Regions from separate parts of the Zea mays genome. Here region 2 is linked to region 1. Evidence: chromatin contacts called from public Hi-C data. All regions are on one chromosome and are shown on one strand. The core of a region is the stretch at or near the end of the contact, and the rest is flanking DNA. Distances in the headings are between cores, read along the strand shown.

What was found. A called contact is a pair of places that touch in the nucleus more often than the background predicts.
Region 2: a contact with region 1 is called in a Hi-C map of endosperm, with 5 times the contacts expected there. The contact joins the promoter of LOC103627381 here to the promoter of LOC100285743 in region 1. A contact is called at or near these places in 8 of 25 Hi-C or Micro-C datasets (bundle sheath, ear, endosperm and 3 more) and 2 of 3 datasets of contacts at active chromatin or transcription factors (leaf and seedling).

Annotation. Positions count from the first base shown.
Region 1 is chr5:184,725,648-184,730,373 of Zm-B73-REFERENCE-NAM-5.0, forward strand. LOC100285743 (ubiquitin family protein) reads left to right here and starts at 2,020. Exons shown (of 2, transcript NM_001158634.2): 1 at 2,020-2,362; 2 at 3,589-4,207. The coding sequence starts at 2,092. The coding sequence ends at 3,815.
Region 2 is chr5:184,918,270-184,922,995 of Zm-B73-REFERENCE-NAM-5.0, forward strand. LOC103627381 (myosin-9) reads left to right here and starts at 2,324. Exons shown (of 8, transcript XM_008647671.3): 1 at 2,324-2,721; 2 at 2,805-3,011; 3 at 3,120-4,726. The coding sequence starts at 2,500. LOC103628738 (B3 domain-containing protein Os02g0598200) reads right to left here and starts at 2,268. Exons shown (of 7, transcript XM_020538582.3): 1 at 1,872-2,268; 2 at 476-1,608; 3 at 1-355. The coding sequence starts at 1,543.

The DNA of each region.
Region 1 (4,726 bases), core at 770-3,269:
TAATAGAGGTAAGAATGAGAAATGGGAATTGGAGCCTTCCCTCAACTTGTAGACGCAACACTTTTCATCTTACCCTTTGTTATCCTCTCTAAAGCACTATACAAGGTAGTACCTGGACAGCGCACCGTTGAATGTGGTGACGGGCGGCGTCGGCGTGGCTGGCCGCGTTCCGGTTTGCTGGCGGGTGGGCGGCGGCCCGCATGCACCAGACGTCCAGACCTATGGCTAATGGTTTGCGTTGCCAGACGGATGGCCGGCCGCGTGGCTCTGGTGGACGGCGGACCCAGAGTCCCGATCCCGATCCTGTCTAATCCCTTGACCTGTCAGTCAAACTGGCATTTTCATTGGCAAGAACAAGAATGGAAGAATATAGGCAGTGTTCAATGGATAATCGTAAACCTAAAGTCCCAATCCATCCATGCCAATGACAAAGCACTTGTGAGCAAGGCTGCCGCTAACGGCCTGATCTACGAAGATACACGGTGTCGGTGTGGCACTGGCATGTATATCATACGATCCGCCGGCCGATTACCCCTAACATGCTTGGTGGAGATGCAGCGAATAGCCTAAATTGCCGCAGCACTCGCCGCCGGGGAATCGTGCGACGCCATGTGGCCGGCCCTCCGGCGCGAGAATAACGGGCGTCGCCGAAGCATGCAAGGTGTTCGACGAGGCCTCTTCGTCTCTGCAATTACACGGCGCTCCGCCGGCCCATGGCCGGTCCCGTCCGCGATTGATGCTCGCACGTGCAGCAATCAGATTGTTTTATTAATTTGGGCATCTTGCGCCGACTCAGATTGTTCGGACTTATCATCACCATCTGGCCGAGGCAATAGAATAGAAGCAGCCATCAGTACTAATTTTAATCGTAGTACTGCAGTTTCCTTGCCTGCCGGCCATGCTGTTTGTTGGGAAAAAAAATTCTTTGCATCTAGAATATAAATAATCTCTTTTAGAGTCCCTCACATTCACTAATTGATGGTCCATATAAATAGAAAAAATATTAAAGAGTTAAGTTGCAAATTTTAATATGTTTTTGTGGGTCTATAAGTGGTGGACGGGAGGAGCTGTTTGGATACGGTTCGTATAGATTTTTTTTCCCTGTTTCTTGAACAGTGAACACGCATGCAGGATGAATTACCATCCCACAGCCCACAGGGGATTGTCAGTAGCTTATAGCTTTTGGAGCGGGCGGTGCAAATTAATTAATTAACGCATACTACTATACGAATATGCAAAGCGAGCTAGGAAGGACCAAGTTGGAAATGAAATGAGTGAGCACAGAGGCCCCCACCCATGCCCACCTTAACCACCCTCGGACGGAGCCACCAGAATTTGATCCAAACGAAACGCACACTTAACTTCGGCCCTACTCAAAACACGCACGCACTGTGCAACGTACACCACTCCTCCCTCCCCGTCGTCGTCGTCGTCGTCTTCTTTCCTTGCGTTCAAAACAACGGCCATAACCAATCGCGCGCGGGGCCGGAGAGGGGCCCTAAGCTACAACTAAAACAAGAAAACTAGCGGTGGCCGGCGCGGCCAGGCCAGGCCCAGGCCATCATGGCAAGGCAAACCGTCAACCGACCACGCCCCGATCAATCATCCTCCGCCTGCTCTTGGCCTATGGCCTCCAACTCCAACTCCTCCTACCACCCGCCATCGTCCGAGGAGGCTCTCTCCTCGTCTCGTCATCTTCGGCGACAAGGAACACTCCCCATGTGCATGCAATGCGAAGCAGTAGTACTGTAATGGCAACATGCTTGTCCTCGTCCGTGTTTTCTTATTAATGAATTCTGGGGCCCTACGCTCTGTTGCATTGCATTGCATGCCTGCCTGCCAGCCCTGCCTTGACGATGGACTCGGCCGGTCCTGGACTTTAAACACACGCACGCTTCTAGTTCTAGAGCCAGCCTGCCAGGACCAGCCTTGTGCAGTTGTGCCGCAACTCCCTCCAGTCCCCTCGTCGCCCTCCTCGTCCTATATATATTAACACCCCAGCCTTGGCACCACACGTCCACACCACAGAGCCTGAAATCGGCTACACACACGCGAATTGAACCAGCCGCTAGCCCCGCGCCTTTTGCGGCCATGATCAAGCTGAGCTACTCCAAGAGGCTCTTCAAGAGGATCTCCTCCACGTCCAATAAGCAGCAGGCGGCCGCTTCCGGCGGCGGCGGTGACAATGGCAGCGCGGCCGCGGCCGGCGGAGGAGGCGCCCGGGAGATCGAGTGGGAGGTGCGGCCGGGAGGGATGCTGGTGCAGAAGAGGGACGGGAGGGGCGGCCGGGAGACGGTCGCCGTCAGGGTTTCCACCGGCTTCTCCTGGCATGATGTGTCCATCGGAGCCACCTCCACTTTTGGTGAGCAGAGCACACTCTTCTCTCCGTTTCTTTTTCTTTTTCTCTCTCTGTTTGATGAGTGGCTTTCTTTTGCGGTTGCTGGTGGATTAGCAGCACTAGTAGTACGGTTTCTTGGAACTTGGTTTCACATGGTTCCTTCTTGGAACTTTCCATCATTTTATACCGAGCTTTCTTCCCCTGCACTGCATCCTTGCGTAGGAGAAAATAAAATGTGCGTAGGAAATGTCCAGTTTTTTTTCCCTCCCTCCAATCCTCCTCGTCAGTGAATGCAGAGTAGTACGTAGTTGGTTGCTAGTCGTTGAGTGCAGTTAATAAAGAACGGAAGCAGCGCCCTTGCTCTCAAGTCTGAACTGTCCAGTACAGCAGCATCCCTGCATTTGGCATTTCCTATGCACAGCACAGTGCGTGCAATGGAGTATGCACAGCACAGCTCTGCTCCCAAATTTCCATTTACTCCTCTGACGATGACACGATGACTGGTGGTCATCAAAAAAAAAAAAAAAACTCTGATGGTCACAGCGCCGCATCTTCCTCAGAAGTCAGAACTACAGTACTTCACAGTATCTGTAGCAGCACCAAATGCTGAAGCCGAGTCATAACTTTGGTAGCTGCGATGTACAAATGTGAAAATAATAATAAAATATTTATTATAGTCGCCAGCTCATACAGTATGCCTTATTAAGACTAGCTCCAACAAGGGACCCTAAAGGGTTCTGTACCCTAAATATAGAGGATCGAATGGTCCTCTACGCCCTCCAGCAGCGTCCTCTAAACGATCCTCTAAATTTAGAGAACGCTGCTGGATTCTCTATATATAGAGTTTCTCTAAACGATCCTCTATCCATTTGAATACTTTAAATAACCGGTTTACCAAAACTAAAATATGTACAATACATTTGAGAGTATGACAAATACGTATGTATAAAAAATAAAAATAAAAAATATTTTTAATATAGATATTTGAGTGTAGAGGACGTAATTTAGAGGACGTTGTTGGAGAGGAAGGAGATATAGAGGATGAAATCTTTTAGAGAAGACTGTAAAGGACGGATATAGAGGATGAATATAGAGGACGTTGCTGGAGACAGCCTAATAGATCTTCCATTCGTTATCTAAACGGTGTGTGCACTGACACGGTTTGAATTCCATCTAAAAAGTCTGCCATTTTTTTTATTGTGTCGTAACTTACAAGCTTTGTCTCTGAAAAATAAAAATAAAATTTGCAGGGGAGCTGAAGGTGATGCTGTCCATGGTAACAGGGCTAGAGCCACGGGAGCAGAGGCTGCTGTTCAGGGGCAAAGAGAGGAACGACACCGACCACCTCCACATGGTTGGGGTGAGGGACAAGGACAAGGTCCTCCTACTAGAGGACCCGGCCCTCAAGGACATGAAGCTCCGGGCTCTGTCGGCTCGAGTCGTGCCGAGGCCGTGCCAGTCTTTTATCCAAGTGTAACTTCCCGCTACCATGCTAACTGTTACCACTATACTTGTTAGTTGTGTAATATCCTACTGCTGTTTTAGTCCCACCACCAAGGTACTTTTAGTTTCTGGAAAGCCTTTTTAAATATCCGGAATCCGAGGGGTTTGCTCTCTAAACCACTCTGTCTTTAGTGCCACTCCATGGAAGGGTCCCTGAAGACGAGAGTCAGCCATGGTGGCTGTGATGTGATTTGGAGCCTAGTGTTTGGGATGTTTTTTATGGTCCCTACTACTACTACCGTGGTCACTTCTCATTCCTACCTACTACATGCATGGGTCATGAGTAGGCATGAGTGATAAAAATTGTATGTACGTACTCCATCATGTGTTTCTGTTCGCAATGGGATTTGTTTGGATACTTTAGTACTAACTGTAATCTATATATATTGAGATGTATTATAGTGTAAATTAGTTTAAGTTATAACACAATCTAACTCAATAAATATGGATTGAGGTCAATACTAAAGTATATGAACTAGCGCTGAATGGATGAAACCAAACTTGGGTCCCTTTCCATGATGGAACTCGCACCCTTTTGGGGTGGGGTGGGGGGAGGGGATAGAGCGAATCGTAAGCGATGCTTCAGGCTCAAGAAAAGGAGCCTAAAGATGTGCCGATGCAATGTGATGATCCGTTCCTTTTTTTTGCGACTCCGCCATTGATGTGCTATGGCGCTTGAGATTTGCAGGTCAGGTCCTTTGGATTGGACTGCAGCGTAGGTGAGCCCAGGGTACAGGTCGGTAATTGCTCTGTTTCCCGTTCATAGACAGCAGGGAAGCTTCACCCGCATACTTTTATTTGTCAGCATCGATCGATCAATGCGTTGTCCTCGTAGAAAAAGAAGAGCGCTTGGCTTGATAACCAAGGGATCGTACAAAGCTCGCC
Region 2 (4,726 bases), core at 1,074-3,573, 190 kb after region 1:
CACTGTTTTCTGAAATACCATCTGTGACGACCAAATCATCAGGTGGCATATTACTCCATGCCTGTTTCTTAGTTTCACCTTTATTTGTGCTCTCAGGATTGAAGTCGAGTCTTTCACAAGAATCCGTACCAAAAACCCGCACAGAAAATGTACGCTCAGCAATATACTCAAACAACAGAAATTCACCCCATTTAATCAAATGGTTTGAGACAAAAACATCCCATCCCTGATCAAAAGCAAGGGAATCAACCACCTTCGATACCAGGACCTTTAAACATTTTCCCTTTGAATCTTTAAGATACACAAGTTGATTAGTCAAATACTCCAGTCTGGGTGCAACAATTCGTGGTATCACCTGCACAATATATGCATGTACATGATGTTTTGTAGGGGCCATGGCATAAGACAAATAAAGGAAAATAAAAGAAATGGATAGCATAGCTGTAATGGAAAGCAGCAACAAACAAAACCATACCAGAAATTTCTCGGCATTGTTGCGTACGAACTTTAAAAATGCAATGGGAGCCTGATTATTCTTTTCCTTGCCGCCGCTAAATATTTTCAATTCCTTCACCCTGCCACCATAAATCTTATCACTATCATTGCGCCACATCCTCTTTTTTTCCTTCAATAATGTGTGTGGTAATTTCTCCTTCCATATTTTATAGTTAGAGCCACTTGATGTACCCATCTTCAAGTTAGATACATCAAGCGGCACATTTCTCCTATTCTGTCTGTCATGTCTCATCTTAATCTCCATGCTCTCAGTCGTCCTCATTTTCTTCTCTTTAACAGCAGGTGTGATTGGTGCAGTCTCCTTCTCACTACTGGTATTGTCAGGCATTTTCCTTTTCTTTTCTTTATCACAAAATGCTGTGGGCACCTTCCCCTTCTTCACTCCACTGTAACAACTCCGCATCTTGCTGTCAGCAGCCTGCATCTTCTTCTCTCGGTAGGTTTTGTTTAGCTTTTCCTTATTCTTCTCCTTCTTAGGTAATGGGGTGGACACCTTCTTGATCTTCACCTTAGTATCAGAGTTACTCATAATCCTTACCACCTCCTTGTCATCATCCCTTTGCATATTCTTCCCAGTGCTGGCATTGTGAGGTTTCTTCTTCCTCTCCTCCTCAGGGGATGCGGTGTTGAACTTTTTCTTACCCTCAACCTTACTGCAGTCATCCGATGTAATCGTCTTTTCCTTGTCCAGTTCAACACCCATCATCCTCTCCTTGCTGTTGGTTTTGTTCAGGTCATCATCCATTTCCCTTCCCTGCTCACATAATGCGGCAGGCACCCTGCTCTTGTTTATCCTCTGGTCGCCACTCCACATGTCCGTATCCTTCCCATGGTAGGCACTGCATTTAAACAGATGTTCCTTTTTCTCCCTCTTCTCTACGGAGGCAGCATCGGACGTCTTCCCGTTCTTTACCACAGTGTCGCCGTCCCGCACCTCACCGTTGGCAGTGTCGTGACACCGCTTCTGGCGGGCAGAATCAGGAGCAGAGCCGGTCATCCCCACCAAGAATTCGTTTCCTCCTCCCATGGTTAAACCACCGACAATATTGGTCACTTCAGGGCTCAGGCACTAGAGAAGAGGAAGGCATGGCACTAGACAAGGGAAAGGCATAAGACCAACATCAATAAGATGAGGTTACTAGTATCATAAACACACAAACCCTCCCCAAAAAAATGGATGCAAAGCAGAAATTTCTACATCGGGGAGAACAACCAAACTGAAGTAAAAAACTCAAAGTCCAGAAAACAAAGCCAACAACGCCGTCCGATTTTACTACACCAAACTGTTCGACGGCAAATCTGAAAAAAAATCACTAACACCTCTAGAGTTCAATGGGAAGTAGAGTATATAATACCTGTGGAGATGATCGATAAAGTCCGATACGACATTCAGACATGTCGCCGATCAGATCGCCTGCCTGATGAGACGACAACAAAATGCAACTTCTCTGATTGACTCGATTGATCAAAGAAGACTTCGACCTAGGGCTAGGAAGCAGAAACTGCAGAAGGTGCCGGTGGGTTCACGTGGACCCCGATCCTCGAGCACCTCGGATGGTCGACGCGTGGAGATCCTTGTGATGGAAGGCGCGCGAGATGGAGCACCTCCCAGTCTCCCACCGTCCCGCTCGGTTGCTCTTGCTCGGATCGCTCGCGCACGGCACTGGCTTTCCCGTCGCAGTCATGAATGCGGCACCGAGCACGTACTCGGTCACCGACAGGTGGGCCCTAGGTCGCCGAGTCGCTGACAATAGCGCAATGGCCAGCACCAATTTGACAAATCACCACCCGCCAACTCTCCCACTGCCACCTGGGGCCCATGTGTAAGCTCGCTCTCCACGATCCTCCGCTGCAGCTGCAGGCGGAACGCATCCTGGGCGCCGGGACTGGCGTGGGCGCGTGGCCCACAACCCATCGTCTCCACCGAATAGGAGTACAGGACACACCGGACTCGCTGCTCTCCCCCGCGTTACCGCGTAGCCGATGCCCGATGGCTTGATCAGATCCCCCACCCGGACCCGGCCCAGATCTGTCGTCGCCGCCGCAGTCGCCATGGGTGACCACTCTGACTCCGATTCCTCCCCCAAGTCCTCCTCGTCCTCGTCCTCCCCCTCCGCCCGCCGCCGTTCCTCGCCGCAGCGCAGCCGGGCCCACACTGACGAGACCGGCAGCAGCGACGGCGTCCTCGTCGAGCTTCCTACTCAGGTATGGCGCGACGAAGCCGCCTCCACTCGGGTACCACGGGTTCGGACCTACGGCGTCTTAGAGAAGCTTCTCTCGCTCTGCAGGAAGCGCGGAGCCCCGGGGCCGACCCTGACAGCGGCGTCCTCGTCAACATGCCCGCTGACGACGCCACCAGCGGCGAGACCTTCGACGACGCCCCCGAAGATCTCGCGGCCGCCGGCTCGCTCTCCGCACGCTCGCTGGACGAGTCCATAGCCGTCATCGACTTCCCTGAGGTTTCCAGCACCAGCGCCGAGCTCCGCAAGTACCAGGTGCTGCTTCCTCTTTCCTCTCCCGTCAGATTATATTGGTTTTGTGCGTGATTTTGCTGCGGAAGCTCTAATTTGTGATGTGACGAACAATGTTTTTTTTTTGTTCAGGAAGAGAAGGCTGTATTTGCTCGGGAGGCAGTGGCACTCCGGAGGTTGCTACAGGAGATGTTGGGGCAGGAAGCTTCAGTTGCGTTGCATGGAGAGGACGCTGACGAGACACTGTTGCATTCAATGCTGGACGACTGCTCGAGGCTTGTGCTTGAACTTAACTCGATGGCACGGGCCAGGGAGCAAGAGATTGAGAGCCTACATGCCAGGGCTGCAGAGGCAGAGGTATCAAGTGAGGTTGCTCATGTATACCTGGGTTCGTGGAGAGAAGGGTCTGAGCAAGCTGTTGGGCGGATGCTTGCATCAATTGATGCTGTGGTTAGGCAAGATGATGCCAGCTTTGAGGGTGCTGACCAGGATGGGATTTCTATTCTGGAAAGGAAGACTTCATTGCTTGTGGAGAGGTACAGGCAGGCCTCGATGGGTATTGAACAGCTTGAGCAAATTTTAGCTGAGGTGAAGCCTGGTTTCGCGGCCACAGGGCACGGTGACCTTGCTACCACTTTAAGTGTTCTTTCAGATGAATTGGTTGGTAGCAAGAGAAATGAGGTGGATTTACTGCAGAAGATGAATGCTTTTGCTGAAGAGAAGAAGGCTATTGCTGATGAACTTGAGGAAGTGAAAGCTGCTAGGAATGCAGTGAATGCTGAGGCAAGCAAAGCAAAGGCAGAGTTTGAGCAGATGGAGCAAAAGTTATCAACGACTAAGGAGAAGCTCAGCATGGCTGTTACGAAGGGCAAGTCACTGGTGCAACACCGTGATTCCTTGAAGCAGGCCTTGGCTGAAAAGACGGGTGAGCTTCAGAGTTGCATGACAGAATTGCAAAAGAAGTCTGATGCCCTGCAAGCAGCTGAGAGCAGGGTTGATGAGCTACAGATTTTTTTAGATGAAAAGACAAGTGAGCATGAAAAGTGCTTGGATGAGCTTCGAGACACATATAGTGCATGGGAAGCTGCTAAGACCAGCATGGAGCAATTAAATGAATCAAAAAGTGCCCTGCATGCTTCCCTTTCACTAAAGGATGGGGTTTTTGAACGCATTGAAGATATCATGTCAGAGGCAACATTTCCAGAAGATCTTCTTTCCTTGGAGATGACAGATAGGTTGGGATGGTTAGTTGAGCAGAAGAAAATTGCAGATATGATCTTCTCAGAGCATCAGAAAGTTAAAGAAATCTTGAGCTCTGTTGACATTCCACATTCTGTCTTAACCTCTGAACTTGATTCCCAGATCAGTTGGCTTGCCAGCTCACTGAACCAGGCCAAAGATGATGCGGTCCGGTTGCGTGATGAGTCTGCTGAAATGTTGGCTAAAATGGCTGCACATGAATCAAAGCTGGTGTCAATGCATGAGGAAATTGACCGTTTGACAATTATTCTACTGGAAGAGAAACAGGAAAAGGATATTCTTTTAAATGAACATTCTGAATTGATGTCCCTATACAAAGCTGCTGTTAATAAGTTGTCCCTTGTCTCATCACAAAATAATGAGTTGCTAAAGGCATTTGCGGAATTTTTTGATGTCACATTGGAGGGTAGTCAGTCTATGGATATTGCCAAATTGGTACAGCAGGGCCTCAGAAATATCCAACAAAGACCAAAATCTTC